2 separate regions of the Gossypium hirsutum genome follow, and region 1 is linked to region 2. The links are chromatin contacts, called in public Hi-C maps. All regions are on one chromosome and are shown on one strand. The core of a region is the stretch at or near the end of the contact, and the rest is flanking DNA. Distances in the headings are between cores, read along the strand shown.

Region 1 (4,246 bases), core at 1,575-4,074, 270 kb after region 2:
AGCAAAAGAAAAAAGTAAAATACAATATCATAATTGATTAAAAAATGAACAAATAATTAAAATGTAAAGCCAATTATAACATTACTTGTCTACACAAAATTGAAAATTATGCACTTTGTCATCTAAAACAATTACATGTTTTGTATATAACCGTTTAAAAGTTTTATTTGCTTTTGTATCCAAATGTAGTTTTTGCCTTTTTGCTTCCAGAAGCAAAGAGAAAAAAGTAAAACTGCTGACAAAATGGAGGCTTAATAAATCCTAAAAGTTCTTTGATAACAAAAAAGCTGGACCGGAATAAAAGAATGTGGCTTACACAAAACTTCATGTGCAGTTAACCGTTTCCTAGGGTCTCGGATGAGCATTTTCCTCACCAAATCTTTAGCACTTTCAGAGATGCTAGGCCAAGGATCAGAATCAAAATCAAGGTCACCATGCAATACCTCTTCAAATATGCCTTGCTCGTTTTCTACATCATGGCAGTGAAAATCAAAACATAATCATGATGATGTAAACAAAGGGGCAGCTAAAATAATTGCACTTGGCTAAATTAAGGTTGTATTAGGAAGTGACTAGTCAAAACGGAGAAAATCTTACACATCAGAAAATTTCTTACCAGCCCAAAAGGGAGGAACTCCACTTAAGAGAATGTAAAGAATTACTCCTGCACTCCAGACATCTGCTTCTGGACCATAATGCTTTCGTAAGACTTCAGGGGCAACATAGTATGGGCTCCCAACCACATCAGTGAATCTTTCACCTGCATGGCAAAGAATTACAGTTAAAAAGTAAGTAAATCTTCTCTTAATTCCTCTACTGATGTTGGTAATCACAAATGGGATCAATTTTCTATGTTATATTGACAATGCAAACCAAGGAAGATCACAAATCAATGCATGAATAAAAGCTCTATAATAATTCTTTACAAATAAACAAATGGAAAGCCTAATAAATTTCATGCTAATGCAAACCAAAAGAAATCTTTGTCTTTCTTAAATAGTGATTATTTTAAGAAACAAATGGCCCACTTTAAGATTGGGGCTCAAAGTAAAATTTACTTTTGAAACTCTAAACTATAGATAATGCAAGCGAATTTTGTTCAAACAAGAAAACCAAGGGAAAGGAACCTTGTGTGTCACAATCATTAAAGAATCAAACACAACTGACATGCCTAAACCAATGATGAAACATAGGACGTAGATGTGCAAGTGATACCATATTATCATTGCCTAATGGCTGGCTGGCTGGTAGCAGAATATAACCATAGGGCTAACAGCATATAATGACTCCCAGTGTCACAAACCATTTGAAATGTAATGTATAAGACCGATATGAATATAATTCCAATGTAATATCAAATTTCTGACAGGAATTGGTAGCATGAATAAGCTCTCTGTAGCAAAGAATTTCTTAATTTTTGCTTATTCAATAATTTAATAGGAATTCATTTACTAGATTTGGACCTACAAATAACTCATTTAAGCCAAGAAATCCATGCCGTTTCAACAATAAAGTGAAGATCAAATTGAAAAGGCTTAGCTAGCCTAAATACTACCTGGCTTAAAGAATATTGATAATCCAAAATCAATAGCCTTGAGAAGTGCATCCTCCTGCTGATTCACAAAAAGAAAATTCTCAGGTTTGAGATCTCTATGCATAACCCCCAAAGAATGGCAAGCTTCCACAACCCCGACTATAATCCTCGTAAGTGCAGCTGCCTTTCTTTCTGTATAATGTCCACGCTGAATGATTCTATCAAAAAGTTCTCCACCAGCACATAATTCCATAACAACATGAACTGCCACTGCATCCTCATAAGCTCCTTTTATAGATATAACATTCGGATGCCCGGCCAAGTGGTGCATTATCTGAATTTCTCTTCTGACATCCTCTACATCTTCATCAGTTAACAACTTCCTCTTTGCGATTGATTTGCAAGCATACTCTCTCCTAGTTGACTTCTCCAGACAAAGGAAAGTCGTCCCGAATTGCCCTTGTCCTAGTTTTCTCCCTAGGCTAAAATATTCTTTGAAATTACCAGTCCTTGTTTGTAACACAGACTCAGTCCTAAGCCCTGCACTGGACACCCTTTTCATATGAGGGAACTTGGGTTTGGCCGGTTTTTCGGGTTCAGTTTCCGGTTTGGTCTCTGGTTTGGCCTCCTCTTTGGCCTCTTGTTTGGTCTCTGGTTTAGGAATTGTCACTTGCTCTGGAGGTTTGTTTAGGACTGGCAATGGTGATTCAGGTTCTCTAGCTGCTACCTCACTCCCAATTCCCCCATTAGAACTCGAAACCGAGTCATCAGGCATTCGGGACCGCCACATTGCGGCGGAAACCGATTGGAAAAACCCATTCTTGGAAATGCTTGGTCCTACACAAGTATTCCCCATCTACTCTCACACTTAAATTTCTTCTTCAAAATACAATCAAAAGTTTTGAACATTAATATCTAAAACCAATAGATGGGCCAATCTGATACCAAAAGATCTGATCTTCCTAATAAGAATCAAGCTCCCTATATTCTCCTCTAGAAGGGAAAATCTTTATATCAAAAACCAAACTAGAACTAACTACTTACCTACAAACTTCAAAATCTATCCATAAAAAAATGAAAGTAATGACTACAACAACTACGGGAGATGATTGTAGAAGCAAGTTTAAGAACCTGAGAAAAAAGTCAACACAATCATCAATCACCAATTAATAAATAAATTAACTATGCAAGAAAAAGAAAAACACATACAACTCCTTGGATCTCAAATTCAGTAATTGGAAAAATCAAACTTGAAATGCTCAAAAGGAAAAACACCCCAAAAGTCCAAAAGGAAAAAAACAGAAACCCAAATGAGTAAAGTTGAAGGATGAGAAAGTTAAAAGAAGATCATTGGAAAAATAAGTTTATATTAAAAGGAAAAAAGTATGGTTTACCAAGTCTTGGCCTACTCGTTGAAAAAGGAAGAAGTCTGTTTTCCAAGTTTTACAACTACAAGAGAGTGGAAGTGGGGAGTCCTTGAAACTTGGTTTATATCTAAATCTCAACATTATTTAATGTTTTTTTTATCGCATTAAAATAACAAGAAAAGAACAAACATATGGAAAGAGGCATAAACGTGTGTTTGGACATAATTTGCAGGGTTTACGCGCTTGGCCGGATCTAGGGTTTTTATCAATTCCGGGCTTATCGGTTAATGGTACCATTAATTGAAAGCTTTCCTGACTTTGTATTGGGTCCGGTCCCATTTTCTTTTATATATGTTCCATTTCAATACGCAATACAATAAATTATCCAACTAAAGTGCACCAAATGCCCATATTTACAGTCCACCGTTCAATTAAATCGAGTAACACATTTTTAAATTAATTAAGGTAACGAGTTTTATTTTATCATTTGAATCATTAATTAATTTATTTAGATTTTATAATTTTTTTAAATTAAATTTTTTATATATTTTTTAAAAAATTAATTATATATTTTTTAAAATATATAAATTTTTAAATTTATTTTGATTTTTTTATATTTTTTTGTTGAGAAAGACTAATTTGCTCATTTTTAAAATTGACGGGGACCAAGGTTGTATTTACAACAACTTGTTATTTGAATTATTCAAATTGTAAAATTCAACCCATACTCGAAACTCAAATTACTTATTCTAGTTGACTCGAATAACTCAAATAATTTGAATCAATTAACTCGAAATTTGAATTTTTTTTATTTTTTCGAATCGGATCAAGTTTTGCTCACTTCTAGGTATATTTAGGTAATTGAATTTGTGTGTAATTATTTGTAATTAAATAAGGATAGCATGTTTGAGTAACTATTATAATTGGTAGGTCTGATCGAATTGAGTATAATTGGAGTACCCCTAATTACACTTTTCAATTCTTAGTGAGAAGAGTGAGAGTTAGAATAATTATATAGGTAATTACACCCAAATTTAATTTTAAAAATTTATTTTTATTCAAATTATAAAATTATATTATAAGCATGATACATACAAGTGTTTCGGATTATTATATAATAAAAATAATTTGTGTATTTTATAAAATTATAAAAAAAATTATATTATTTAAATGCTAAAAAATTTCTAAAGTTATAGCCAAATAGTTTGTTATAAAAAAATAATTTACATGTTATAAAAAATTTTATAATATATTTATTTATAAAAATTTATAATCAAGTATGGATATAATTTATTTACGTGCCAATGCTATATATATATTATAAAATAATCTATTTATTCATAAA
Region 2 (3,841 bases), core at 531-3,030:
CAAAAGGCGAGGTAGCAAGAGTATTGGGGGTTCGATGTTCAAATGACCCAGAGCGTTAAATTGGGTTGCCTAATATGGTAGGAAGAAAGAAGGCAGCGTCGTTCTAGAATCTAAAAGATCGGATAAAGAAAATAACTGATAATTAGAGTACGAGACACTTATCTCAAGGGGGTAAGGAAGTATTTATAAAGGCCGTTCTCCAAGCCATCTCTACTTATTCAATGGCCTGTTTTTTATTGCCGAAATCATTATGTTTAGAATTAGAAAGCATTATAGCGAGATTTTGGTGGCAAAAAAGTCCTAGCAGAAAAGGAATTCATTGGAGTGTGTGGAGAAATCTTTGCTATTTAAAAGAGGGAGGGGGTCTCGGATTTCGCAATCTTTGCCAGTTTAATATTGTGCTATTAGCAAAGCAAGGTTGGAGAATTCTTTTTTATCCAAATTCATTATTAGCAAGGGTTCTCAAAGCTAAATACTTCCCGCATTCAGATTTTCTTAATGCTCGTTTGGGTAACCTACCTTCACTTACCTGGAAGAGTGTCTGGGCTGCTAAGCGATTGCTGCAGGACGGGTTGTGTTGGAGAGTCGGACGAGGAACCAGAATATCTGTATGGGATGATTGTTGGGTTCCGGGATCCTAACTTTTATTTAATACAGACCAATCTAAAGGATATCTATGGTAAGCTATGGAATTTACAACTACCTGCCAAGATAACAATTACAATATGGAGAATATTTTGGAACTATATCCCTACTCTAGCTAATTTAAAACATAAACGGGTGAGTAATGATGCGGCATGTCCTCGCTGTGGAAGGGGGAAGAAGACATCACCCACATCTTTAGGTATTGTCCTGCAACAGGTGAAATATGGCCATTATTAGATCTGTTGTGGATCAGTGAAAGTACAATTCAAGGATTTTGGGAATGGATTACCTGGGTTTTCAGAATGAGTACCTCTGGGCAATGTAAGGTTTTATGTTGTGGCATGTGGTTTATTTGGAACTCAAGGAATAAATTCATACATGAACAGAAAACAGAAACAGGGAGGGAGTTATCTCTCAAAGTTTAAAACTACATAGCTGAACTCGAAGGGTTGAGGATGAAAACAAGTACCTTAAAACCGAGCAGCAGTTACAGGTATCAAGAGGGAGGAACCAGAGTGACGATTCAGTTCGACGCAGCCTTTGATAGCAGGAATTTTAAGTCGGCATCCGGCCTGCTGGTCTGGGGCAGGGGCGGACGACTCATGGCGACGAAGACAGTTTTACACCAGAATGTTTAGTCTTCATTTGTTACTGAAGCCCTTTTGAGTTTACAGACGGTTAAATTAGGGAGTAAAATGGAGCTCCCCTCTGTGACAGTTATGAGGGATTCCCTAACAATCATTAAGAAGTGCAAAGTCATTAAGAGAGATAAATCAACCATAGGAGCGATTATTCACGATATTCATAATAGAATTAATCGATTTGAAGATATCAGATTTTAGTTTCTAAACAGAACAGAAAATGATTTCACCCATAAGATTGTAGTAGAAGCGTTAAAGTAAAAGGAAGAAACATACCTGGTACGAGGGAGAGACGATTTTTAAGAAGGAAGTTGGAGCAGAGAACCAGATTGAAGAATACAAAGTGAAGAAGGAAATGTAGAGGGTAGCAGGTAATGAGGATATGAAACGGCTACCAAGGGAACAGATGGGACAGATGATGGGAAAAGACTATGGAAAGTGGAGTCCAACTGTTACAAAGTCGACTAGCATTAATTATTTTGATTTCCTTTTTGCATAATATCTGGTTTTGACTTTTCAAAGATGTTTTTGAATTTTGTTTTGCTTTAGTAGTAAACTGATCAAAACAGGTAGGCCTAAGCCCAGGTTGTGATCCAATGTGGGTTTCTTTTTTGAATATTAATAAAAGCTAGTCGAATTTCTTCAAAAAAAAATGTAATGTCATATTAAGTTATTATTTATATAACATTAATAAAAAAGATTATCTCATTTTAATTAATGGAATAACTCAAATTAGGATGATTCTAAAAACTAAGATTTTTATGCACTAATAAAATTTTGTCACATCATCAAATTTTAAAGACATGAAATTATTATTATTATACACTTGTCCATAGAGAAGTAATTTTATGAATCCTTTCCACCACATTTTTCATGGTCCCTTTTCAATTATTTAATAATATTTTAACAATTTTTTTCATGTCATTGACACATAATTTTGGTAATTTTTTTCTCCTGAATCTAGAATATCAAACCCTAAACCAAAAACTTAAAACCTTGAACCCTTGCACCCTAAACTCAAATATTGAACCTCAAACTTGTAATCTATAACCCTAAACTGTTGAACCCAAACCGATAATCTCAAACTTTGAACCTGAACCTTGAATCTCGAACCCAAATCTTAAAGTTAAACCCAAACCTTGAACCTTAAATCTCAAACCCAAATCCTGAATCTCGAGTTTGTGGTTTAAGATAAAATAATTACAAAAATTATATGTGAATGACATGAAAAAAATTACACAAAAATAGAAAATATTAACTTATAAAAAAACAAAATAATTAAAATGTGAAAAAAATAAAATATGTTTGTTTATAATTTTAAAAAATTAATTATTTTAAATAATTTAATTAAAGTTAAATTAAGTTGGAGAAGATATTAGATATAGATGAGTGTATAATAATACATTGTTATCTTTAAAATTTAATGACGTGACACTATTTTATTGGTGCCTAAAAACTATACTTTTTAGGATGATCCTAATATAATTTATTCTCATCCTAATAAAATTTATTCATGTATAATAATATTTTGTTATCTTTAAAATTTAATGACGTGACACTATTTTATTAGTGCCTAAAAGCTATACTTTTTAGATGATCTTAATATAATTTATTCTCTTTAATTAATAGATTTAATGGCTACTATTTAATTCCTGATGAAACTTCAAATTTTGAAAAATATAAAAATTAAAAATAATTAAATTAGAGAATAATGATAAAAAAATTACTCCCAAATTTCACTAAAAGTAATTTTTCCTCCAGATCTACAAACCCTAATACCATTCTAATCACTTTCAAATTTTACTTGTATATTATCATGCAAGTGTTTTATTTCTTTTTTTGCCATTTTTATGCAATCTTTCTTTTTGCCATCTTTATGCAATTAGTTACTAACGTTATCATAAGTTGTTTTGCAAATATAAGTTACTCCACCGCTGAAAGTAAAACAGTAAACAAACAAAATACACAAAAATTGTTTATGCAATTTAGTCTAATTTAATATAAAATATTCACTATTTTCGACAGTAATAACAAGTGACCTTAATTTATCACACACCCACTACAATTTCCTCACCTTAGCACATTGAAGAATGAAATTCTCATCACTAAATTTCACTCAATTTCACTCAATGAAATTTGACGAAGGAAAAAAAAAAAAGAGAAAATGAACTTGTTCTAATGGTTTACATCAGAGATCTACTTATATGCATATAATCTTTTGCTTAAAACACCAATACTAAAACATTTCATCAACAGTTTCTAAATCTTTCCTTTAATGGAAGAGATGAAGTCTTTCATCCTTCCCCATTCAGCCAAAACAGTATTCTCTTCCTTCTCAGCAACCTTGGCCTTGACCTCATACTCTGCCCATTGCTTTTCCACTGCTTCCAACTCCATTTTCATTTCCTTGGAACTTTTAAATATCTCCTTTCGTTCAGCCAACATTTTCTCCCTTTTCTTTTGTGCTTCTTCAACTTGTACATGGAGGGCAGCAAGTTTTTTCTCTACCTGTTTTACCTCTGATTCCACCTCCTTATATCTGATTAGATTACGAT

Evidence for each region. A called contact is a pair of places that touch in the nucleus more often than the background predicts.
Region 1: a Hi-C map of leaf shows a contact between it and region 2, with 2.6 times the contacts expected there. The contact joins the promoter of LOC107896275 here to the promoter of LOC107896265 in region 2. A contact is called at or near these places in 5 of 34 Hi-C or Micro-C datasets (hypocotyl, leaf and petal).

The regions. Positions count from the first base shown.
Region 1 is chrA10:108,906,568-108,910,813 of Gossypium_hirsutum_v2.1, forward strand. It overlaps LOC107896275 (calcium-dependent protein kinase 1-like), which reads right to left and starts at 2,825. Exons shown (of 8, transcript NM_001326839.1): 1 at 2,744-2,825; 2 at 1,556-2,665; 3 at 617-760; 4 at 317-469. The coding sequence starts at 2,390.
Region 2 is chrA10:108,639,897-108,643,737 of Gossypium_hirsutum_v2.1, forward strand. LOC107896265 (ubiquitin C-terminal hydrolase 12) reads right to left here and starts at 1,781. Exons shown (of 9, transcript XM_041078025.1): 1 at 1,563-1,781; 2 at 1,115-1,376; 3 at 935-1,003; 4 at 530-852.